Linked DNA regions of Oryctolagus cuniculus: region 1 is linked to region 2. The links are chromatin contacts, called in public Micro-C maps. All regions are on one chromosome and are shown on one strand. The core of a region is the stretch at or near the end of the contact, and the rest is flanking DNA. Distances in the headings are between cores, read along the strand shown. Region 1 holds the start of LMO2 (LIM domain only 2). Region 2 overlaps LOC103351231 (a long non-coding RNA gene).

The links. Hi-C and Micro-C count contacts between places; a contact is called where the count stands out from the background.
Region 1: a contact with region 2 is called in a Micro-C map of ear pinna, with 2.4 times the contacts expected there. The contact joins the promoter of LMO2 here to the enhancer-like site in region 2. A contact is called at or near these places in 2 of 6 Hi-C or Micro-C datasets (ear pinna and an unstated tissue).

The regions. Positions count from the first base shown.
Region 1 is chr1:32,081,204-32,085,452 of mOryCun1.1, forward strand. LMO2 (LIM domain only 2) reads left to right here and starts at 1,585. Exons shown (of 4, transcript XM_070071915.1): 1 at 1,585-1,721; 2 at 2,430-2,649. The coding sequence starts at 2,609.
Region 2 is chr1:32,022,217-32,026,408 of mOryCun1.1, forward strand. The region is part of intron 1 of LOC103351231 (a long non-coding RNA gene); the gene reads left to right. Among named protein-coding and RNA genes, the nearest start is that of LMO2, 58 kb to the right of the region's middle. Within about 2 kb of position 1,630, at least 3 of the 8 cell types and tissues checked have an H3K27ac peak or open chromatin away from gene starts, as enhancers often do. A contact at or near this core is called in ear pinna, where this site is marked.

The sequences.
Region 1 (4,249 bases), core at 335-2,834, 59 kb after region 2:
TCACTGTACCACAATGCCGGCCCCTCAAACCTCTTTGTAAGTGATCTCAACAGTGTCTCTTATGAAGATATAGCAGCCGCCTCTCTGTGCGCTTAATATGTGCCAGGTATTCTATACACTGTCTCCCACCTGTTATCACTTTCACTCCATCAGAAATCCATGTGCCATACCTTGGAAGCACTGATTTCATCCACACAATAACCTATGCAATAGCTTCTGTCATTCCCATTTTACAGGTGCGGGTGCTGGGAGCTTAAATTCCTACTGTTAGCCCAGGTGCACATAGATGGTAAAGGGAGGGTTAGAATACAGTCTGGCTTTGGTGGCTCTATCCAATACTGACTCCCAGATTAAGCAATTTTCTTAGGCTACACTGGCTGATAAGTAAGAGCGGTGGAAACCAGGAGCAAGGACCCCCATCTGGCCGGCTCTCCTATGTGGGTAGCACAGGCCCAGGGACTTCAGCCACCTTCTGCTGCTTTACCGGGTGCCTTAGCAGGGAGCTGAATTGGAAGTGGAGCAGAGGGGACTTGAACTGGCTCTCCCATGTGGGAAGTGAACTCCCTGCACCCCACACCACCCCCAAGTCCCAGCATTTAACCACCGCTGGTGAACAGGTGAACTGTTCATCACAACCTATTTGGTTATTTTCAATTCTTACAGAAATGAAAGTAAGGTGGTGGGTTAAATGTGTATCACAGAATTCAGGCCTGCCTACAAAATCTAGGGACTTGTTAAACAATTAAAACTAATTGCTTAGTTTTGTTTAATACCCCTTTATATACTGAAGACCTGACTTGGACCCAAAGGCATGCGTAAGGCTTCCGTAGACACCCGCGTGAGAGATTTTGCTTATACCCGTTAGAGACCCAACCCTGGAGCACAGGGAGGACACACGGCGAGGGCACGCAGGCCACAGTGCGTTCTAGTTGGGCTGTGGAAAACTAGTGAGGATCTGGCCCTGCACAGGGAAAACTAAGCCTGCAGGGCTTTGCTTGCCGCCTCAGGGGGAGTTCATCCAGGCTCCTCAGTGCCATCTTTAAAATGGGAATAAAATGCCTGTGACCTTCATCCCTACTGTTCCTATCAAACTATGGATTCCGAAAGTGCTTGGTAATTTCCTCTTTATGACGGGCCTCCAGCAAAAGCAGGCCTACGGGAACGTCTGAACATCTGAACGTCTGAACGCAGACATTTTCAATAGCTTTCAAGTTGGCCTCTGGGCCAGGGCAGCCTTCTCCTCCCGCCTTCGGCGCCCCTCGCTTGTCCAGAACTCGCTCTCGAGGTTGGGGGTGAACCCGAACCCTCAAATCGAGTCGGCCTCCTTTTCCTTCGCCTGCCCCACCTCGGGAATGTTCTGGATCGGATCGTTGGGAACGCATTACGGGGGGGGGGGGGGACAGTTGAGTCGCAGGCGTATGCTCTCCGCCAGATGCCCAGGGAGGGAATTCTGCCGCTGGCAGATGGAGAGAGGGACCCGCGGGGATTAACTGCCCCCAGCCCTGCCCAGGCGTGCCCCGGCGTGCGGTCCCTGCCCGCACAGCTCCAGCGGCCACGAGCCCGGCGCCCGCGGAGCCGCGCCGTCCGGGGCACCGCTGCGCCGCGCGCCCCTGGACCTGGGACCGCGAACCCGGGACGGGCGCGAAGCTACTCGTCACGGCGGCTTTCGTGGAGGGTGCCTGCTTCCCATTTTGGTCGTTTTGCCTTGCTTGAGCTGCCCGGTGGGTTACTTTGAGCCTTAAAGCCAACGGGGACTCGCGGAAGAGGGGAAACCCTGAACGATGATCCAGGGGGCAGCCGAGCCTCCTCTCCAAGGAGAGGTGATCCCAGAGCCACTCTGCGTCCCCGACGCTGGCCCCTTTAAGAAACCAAGTCAGTCCTGATGCGGCTGCTGTTTGTATTGCTAATCCCCAGGAGCCCCGTTTAAAAAAAAAAAAAAAAAGGCAGAATAAAAGGGGAGGGGGGCGGGCAGCTGTCTCTTTAAATGTGATTTCCTTCTATTGTATTTGAATCGTGATCAGGAAAAAGGAAATGAAACCAGAGACAGAGGGAAGCTGAGCGAAAATAGACCTTCCCGAGAGAGGAGGAAGCCCGGGGAGAGACGCACGGGCCCCTCCCCGCCCCAGGCCGCCGCCCCCGGGCTGCCCTCGGCGGCGAGCTGCGCGCCGCGACCCGGCCGGAGGTGCGAGGGGCTCGGGCGGCCGGGCGGGCGCGCACCATCCCGGCGGGCGGCGCCAGCGCGCGAGCGGGACCGGGCGGCGGCGGCGGCGGCGGCGGCGGCGGCGGCGGCGGGACCGCGATGGAAGGTTAAGTCCTGAGCGGCGGCGGCAGCTGCAGCCGCCCGGGGCCAGGCTGCGCGCTCCGGCCCCCGCCTCGGCCGCCGCGCGCCCGCAGCCCGGTGATTCGCTCTCTCTCTTTGGCGTTTGAAGGGAGCGCGGTGACTGTCCTTGAGCGCGGAGGGGCGAGCTCGCCGCCGGAGCGCCGGAGCAAGAGGAGGCTTAGGAGCGGCGGCGCCCGCGCATCCGAGGGGGTCCGAGCCCTCGCCGCCGGCCAGCCCCGCGCCACAAAGGGAGCGCCCCCGCCGCCCGGCACGCCGCCTCCCTCCCCAATGTCCTCGGCCATCGAGAGGAAGAGCCTGGACCCATCCGAGTAAGTGTGGTGCCCCTGCCCATGTCCCTGTCCCTGCCCCCCCCATGGCGTCCACGGCCCTGCGCCCCGGAGCGGCGGGGTGGCGCGGGCGGCCCGCGAGGCGGCTCCAGGTGCGCGCCCGCAGCCTGCCCTTGGCCCCTTCTGCCTTACGCGGGACTCTCCCTTCCTCGCGGGTGACTCCGGGAGGCACTGGAGAGGGACAGGGAGGAGGGCGGTAGGGACGGGGCTGAATCCCGCGCCTCCGTGGGCCCTTCCAGGTCGCTCGAGACGCTCCCCAAAGCCACCGCGGGCCAGAAAGTTTGCACCGGCGCAGGCATGGAGGGGGGGAGCTCAGAGCCGCGCAGGTGCAGACCTGAGAGCACCCAGGGCTTGGTTCTGGTCCCTTCTCCCCGATCGCCCCTTTCTGGCCCCCTTTCTCTTTGTCCATTTGGTATTGGAAAGGGACACATCCCCGGGGGGAGGCCTCTAGGGGTCCCCGACGGCCCCCTTCGCGATCTGCAGGTGAACCGAGTGTCGGCACGCGGGGAACAGGCGGTAAGGGGGTCCGACCGTCCACCTCGGAGCCCGCTCTGGCCTCCAGAGACTTCTAGAGCAGCCAAATCCGGAGTTAATCTGGGCGCAGGGACCCCGGCGCGGGGAGGCAGGGGGATGCGTGTCTCTAGAGTTAGTGCACCATTTAGTGTGTCTGTGTGTTGTTCCGGGTCAGGGGATCAGAGCTCTTAGGGGCGTTTGCCGCACCTGTTGGCTGAGCCAAGCGCTGGTTTGGACCGTTCGCCTATCCCGGTGTGTCCCCGCAAGCCCCTCCTCCGCTTTTCATGTGGGCAACTAGGGTTTTTAAGCTCTCATCTTCCCCTCCCTGAATGCCCTTGTTAGAGTCGTTAGCTGTCTGGTGTTGAGAATTTTTATTCCTTTGAAATCCCCATCTAATCCTTTGAAGGGATTTGTTACACAAGACCAAAGGAGCTGGTTAATAACTTGTCCATTTGCGCTTTTAAAAGGCATTTGTTTTGTTTTTCTTTTCCTGCTTGAAAAGAATTGTGCTTTCCTGCTTTTCCCCCCACCCCCACCCCACTTCCATTTCAGCCTCCTATGGTGTTTATTTACCTGGAGTTCATCCTCCCTTAGCAGCATAAAAGCTCATCGTGTTCTCATAGCACAGGAAGTACCAGGATCCAAACAGAATCTAACCATCACAATTGGGTCTCAGAACAAAAACAAAACAAAACAAACCCGGCCTTTGGGCGGAAAGTAACTAAGGTTCCCTTTGAACAGTATGGATCTATGCAATCAAGAGTTGGGAGGGGAGGTTGTTCACTTTTTCATGAACCTAGAGTGACAGCTGAGCCTTGAGCTCTCAGAGGCTGGGCAAGACCATAGTGGTACCATAAAGGGAGTGAATTGCGTGGCGAGGTGCCTAATGCCTTTTCCATCAGCAGAACCCAGGCACTAATCCTTTTATTAGCAGATAAATCTGGGGGTTCCGTTCCTTGCAGGATGTTTGCTCTTTTTGAAGTTGGTGCTTAGCCGCTCAGGTTAGGAGATTGAAGTTCCCTCACTTCTTTAGCTCTGCTGCCTGGTTGCCTGAGAAGAGAGGTTGTTG
Region 2 (4,192 bases), core at 380-2,879:
GGGCCAGCCCAGGACATGGCACACTGTTGTGCCCATAAAATATTTGCAGAATGCAGGGATGAGTGACAAGCGGCTGATTAACTTTCCAGGTCAGCGCTGGCTAATTGGGAAGCGACACAACCGCTCCCTACCTCTATCAGTGGAACCCGAGTAAAGTCTCATGGTGCCAGTATTGAGATGTACGAGCTGATCTCGCAAAGTTCTCTAATCTGAAGCCTTCTAAATGCTTATTGAAGTGAAGGGGAGAGAAAGAAGGGAGGAGATGGCTGGGGAGTGCATGATTCAGAGGTGGGGCCTGGAGGGGAGGAAATGGAGGGTGCGGGGTGGGGTGGGGACAGGAAATTCCTGTGGGGGCCCGAGGGCGGGACTATTGCCAGGAACTCCATTTAGTTCTGACCTGGGTCCCCTCCTGACTCAAGTGCCCATAGGATGCAGGGGCCAAAGCCAACTTTATGCTACCCTTCCTCCCCAAATAGAAAGTGTTTTTTTTTCCCCCCAGAAACCTTTAATGTAAGGCACAAACACTTCCTGCATCTCATAAATATAACTTTAGGAATATAGTGATCCTTCCCACCTACCCACCCTCCCACCCTTCATCCTCCTCCCTCTCCTATTCCCATTCTTACTTTTTACTAAGATCTATTTTCAATTACTTTATACATATAATATTAACCCTACACTAAGTAAAGAGTTCAACAAATAGTATGAAAAACAAAACAAACAAAACCTCTTCCTAACAGTTGAGACAAGGGCTGTTCAAAGTCATCGCATCTCAAAGTGTCAATATCTCGTCTATAGATTACCTTTTAGGTGCTCTATTAGTTACCGCAGATCAGGGAGAACAGATGGTATTTGTCCTTTGGAGACTGGCAAAAGAAAGTGTTAAATAGAAATACAGGACATGTCAAAGGCAGCTCCTGACTGAAGGCCACGGACAAGTTGAGGGATGCATGCTGTGGGGGTTCAGATGAATACAAGAACGTCATGGCCAGAAGTGGTCAGAGCCGTCTTCATGGCTAAGAAGGGGGATCCAGCTTGTCCGTCTGTGATGGGATTTAGATACAGGAGGAAACAGGAGCACAGGCAGGGGGTGGAGCCGGGGCAGAGCTGCAGAGAAGTAGAGTGTGTGCTGCTGAGGCCCCGTACCAGGGGACTCCAAAAAGCCGTGAAAACAATGGGATTAGAAGATAGCAAGCCAAGACGGGCTGTGTCCTGGGACTTCTGGGGCCACGGGTGCAGTGGAGTCAGGATCTCCAGAGATTTCTTCTCTCCCACCAGTCAGCAAGGGGTTTGGTCAAGTGGTTACGTAACATGGGCCGGGATGCTGGGACGCTCCCTGCCTCCAAACCGTCCACCCTACACCCGGCCCCCGTTGGATGATGCCGGGACTCCATCCTACAGCTTCGTCTCTCCGCCAGAAGCTGCGATGGCTAACATTTAAAGCTGTTATCAGCCCCTGCGCCCTACTGCAAGTGAGGGATCTGAAAGCAGGTTTGACAGGGAGGCTGCAGCCGGAAAGGAAGAGGTAATCTGACCACTTGAGGGGAAGGTGGCGGCCCCAGCAATGAGAGGAGGACAGGCTTTGCTGAGGGCCATGCTGCTGAGCTGTAGCCACTAACCCGAGCGCTAGCCAGCCGTTCCCTACGCTCAGTCTGATGACGGCATCAGCCGGGTGATTCGAATGACTGTCAGGCAGCTAAGTCCAACATCAGAGCCTGAGCTGATCATGGCTGGCTCTCCTACACATAGGGGACCTTGGCTCACCGTCCTGTGAGCAGAGCGTGAGGGATGCTGGGACCCCGAGGAGCCCCAGGGAGTTCGGGAAGACGCAAGGGTTCACTCTTACTACGAAATCCCGCGAGAAGAGCAGGCTGTCTGAAGGAGCAGTGTGTGGGCCGTTCTTCTGAGGAGCTCGCCTCCCAGTCTCAGGCTGCCTATTTCCTGGTCATAATAGTTGGGAGAAAAATATTGCTAAATGGCTGCATAAACAATTTTAATTGGCCTGGGCTCCCAAAATGTGCTATTTTTGTTCCGCTGCCAAGCTTGCTTTTTCACTAGCTAATTATGCCCAGCATTTAACTTTCGGCAAAAAAACAGGAAACGGGGCATTCATTACCCGAGTGACAACTTTTCAACAAGCCCACATTTCAACATCCATTGTGTAACTTCCTCTCCCTAGCTTACAGTTAGGTGTTCCATCAGGCCTCTGGAAACAAACAGCTACTTCAGTGGGGGCTGCTAGGGGCTCTGTTGCCCTCTCAAGGCTTGCCTGTCTCCAGCGCAGGCTCCCGTGAGCCACCAGTGCCCACAGGGTGGGCCCCTGCGTTCTTTGGCTCCTCGCAGAAATTCCCCACCTGGGGTCTCACGTCAGTTTGCTCTGGGCCTGGGCTCGCCCGTCAGGGGGTGGCTCGTGTGTGTCTGGTTCAGGAAGCATCCAAGGCTGCTGGGGACTCGGGGCCTCTCAGAGGTACACCCTCTCTTCGCCTGAGGAATCATAAAAGACAGCCAACCCCAGTTTATTGGGCATTAACTCCTAGAAAGTGCTATAAAACCGTGTCTTATTGTAGGATCTACTTTAAATTTATTATTAAAAAGGCATATTGCAGAGTAGATCGCAAACACATAAAAGCACACAAGTTATGAAGTCCACAGCTGAATGAGCCATCATGCAGTAAACACCATGTGACTGTTACCCAGATTCTTACCAGCTCCTCATATCCGATGCAGCTAGTACTTCCTCCTTTCTCCCCAGAGCTAGCTGCTAGCCTAGCCTCTGATACCATGGTTCGGTTGTAGTCTCCAAACTGCATAGACACGGAACCATAGAAGGTGTAGAGGTGGGTGCGCAGTTTCCCATCTGCCTTCTTTGTTTGCTTTATCCGGCTGCTTGGAGCTGCACCTCATTCATTTTCATTACAACAGAGTATTCCCTGCCCGAGAATAACGCGTTACCAGTTTCACTATAAATGGACGTATGGGTTGTTTCCAGCTTGTGGCTGTTCTGAATAATGCCGCCACAAATATTCCTCTGCGTGTCTGCCCGTTTCTGTGGGCTCGTAGTGGGCTCGCGGGTCACAGGCATGGCAGCTACGCATGAACGGCTTTTACAGCTCCAGCCGAACTGTTTTCGAAGCGGTCCGTCCCAGTTGCCCCTGCTGCACTTGCTCGCCAGGACTCGGTGCTGTCTGTCAGTCTCTGGATCTCAGGCCATTTTGGCAGTGTGTGGTGGTGTCTCGGTATGGTTCTGATTTGCTTCTCCTTGACATCAATGCACACGAGCATTTTTTGTTCAGTTATTTATGATTAGATTTAGAATAGGATGGAGGTTGAAGAACCAAATGGTTGGAATCAACAAAATAATACTTTGAAATTTTATCTATCTATCTATCTATCTATCTATCTATTTATCTATCTATCTATTTTTATTTGAGAGGCAGAGAGACAGGCAGAGCTCCAAATGCCCACAATGGCCAGGACTAGGCTGAGGCCAATGCCTGGAGATGGGAACTCAATCCAAGCCTCCCACATTGGTGACAAGAACCCAGAAACTTAAGCCACCACTGCAGCCTCCCAAGGTCTGCAGTAGCAGGAAGCTGGAGTTGGGAGCTGGCACTGGGAGTCAAACCCAGGGACGCTGATGTAGGGGCAGGCTAGATGCCTTCCCCCAGGAAAATGATAGCTTTTTTTTTTTTAAAGATTGGCCTTGATTTTTTAAAGATGTATTTATTTACTTATTTGAAAGTCAGGGTTACACAGAGAGAGGAGAGGCAAAGAGAGAGAGGTCTTCCGTCCGCTGGTTCACTCCCTAATTTTAGCCAGCCCTGCTAAAATTTTAATTTTTATTAATGTTTATTTGAAAGGCAGAGAGAGGGAAGGGAGAAGAGAGGAAGAGAGAGAGGGAGAGAGGATAGAGGGAGAGCGAGAGCGAGAACATGAGCGAGCGCCACTCCTAGACCTCATTTCTTATCAGTTGTCAAAGAAACCGCAGCTATGCTTTACAAGTGCCACCCCTTAATTGTCAGCAACCCCAGTTACGAAGATCTTTTCTTTTGTGCAAGGATATTTTCACTGGAAATACAAAAAATAAAGCCAGCTTAGGGGAAAGAAAGATACAGATAATCTGTTATAAGGACGCAGCCCGGAGATGTCCCTGCAATCCTGATGTGTGCTTAGGGCTGGTGGGTGCTGAGGG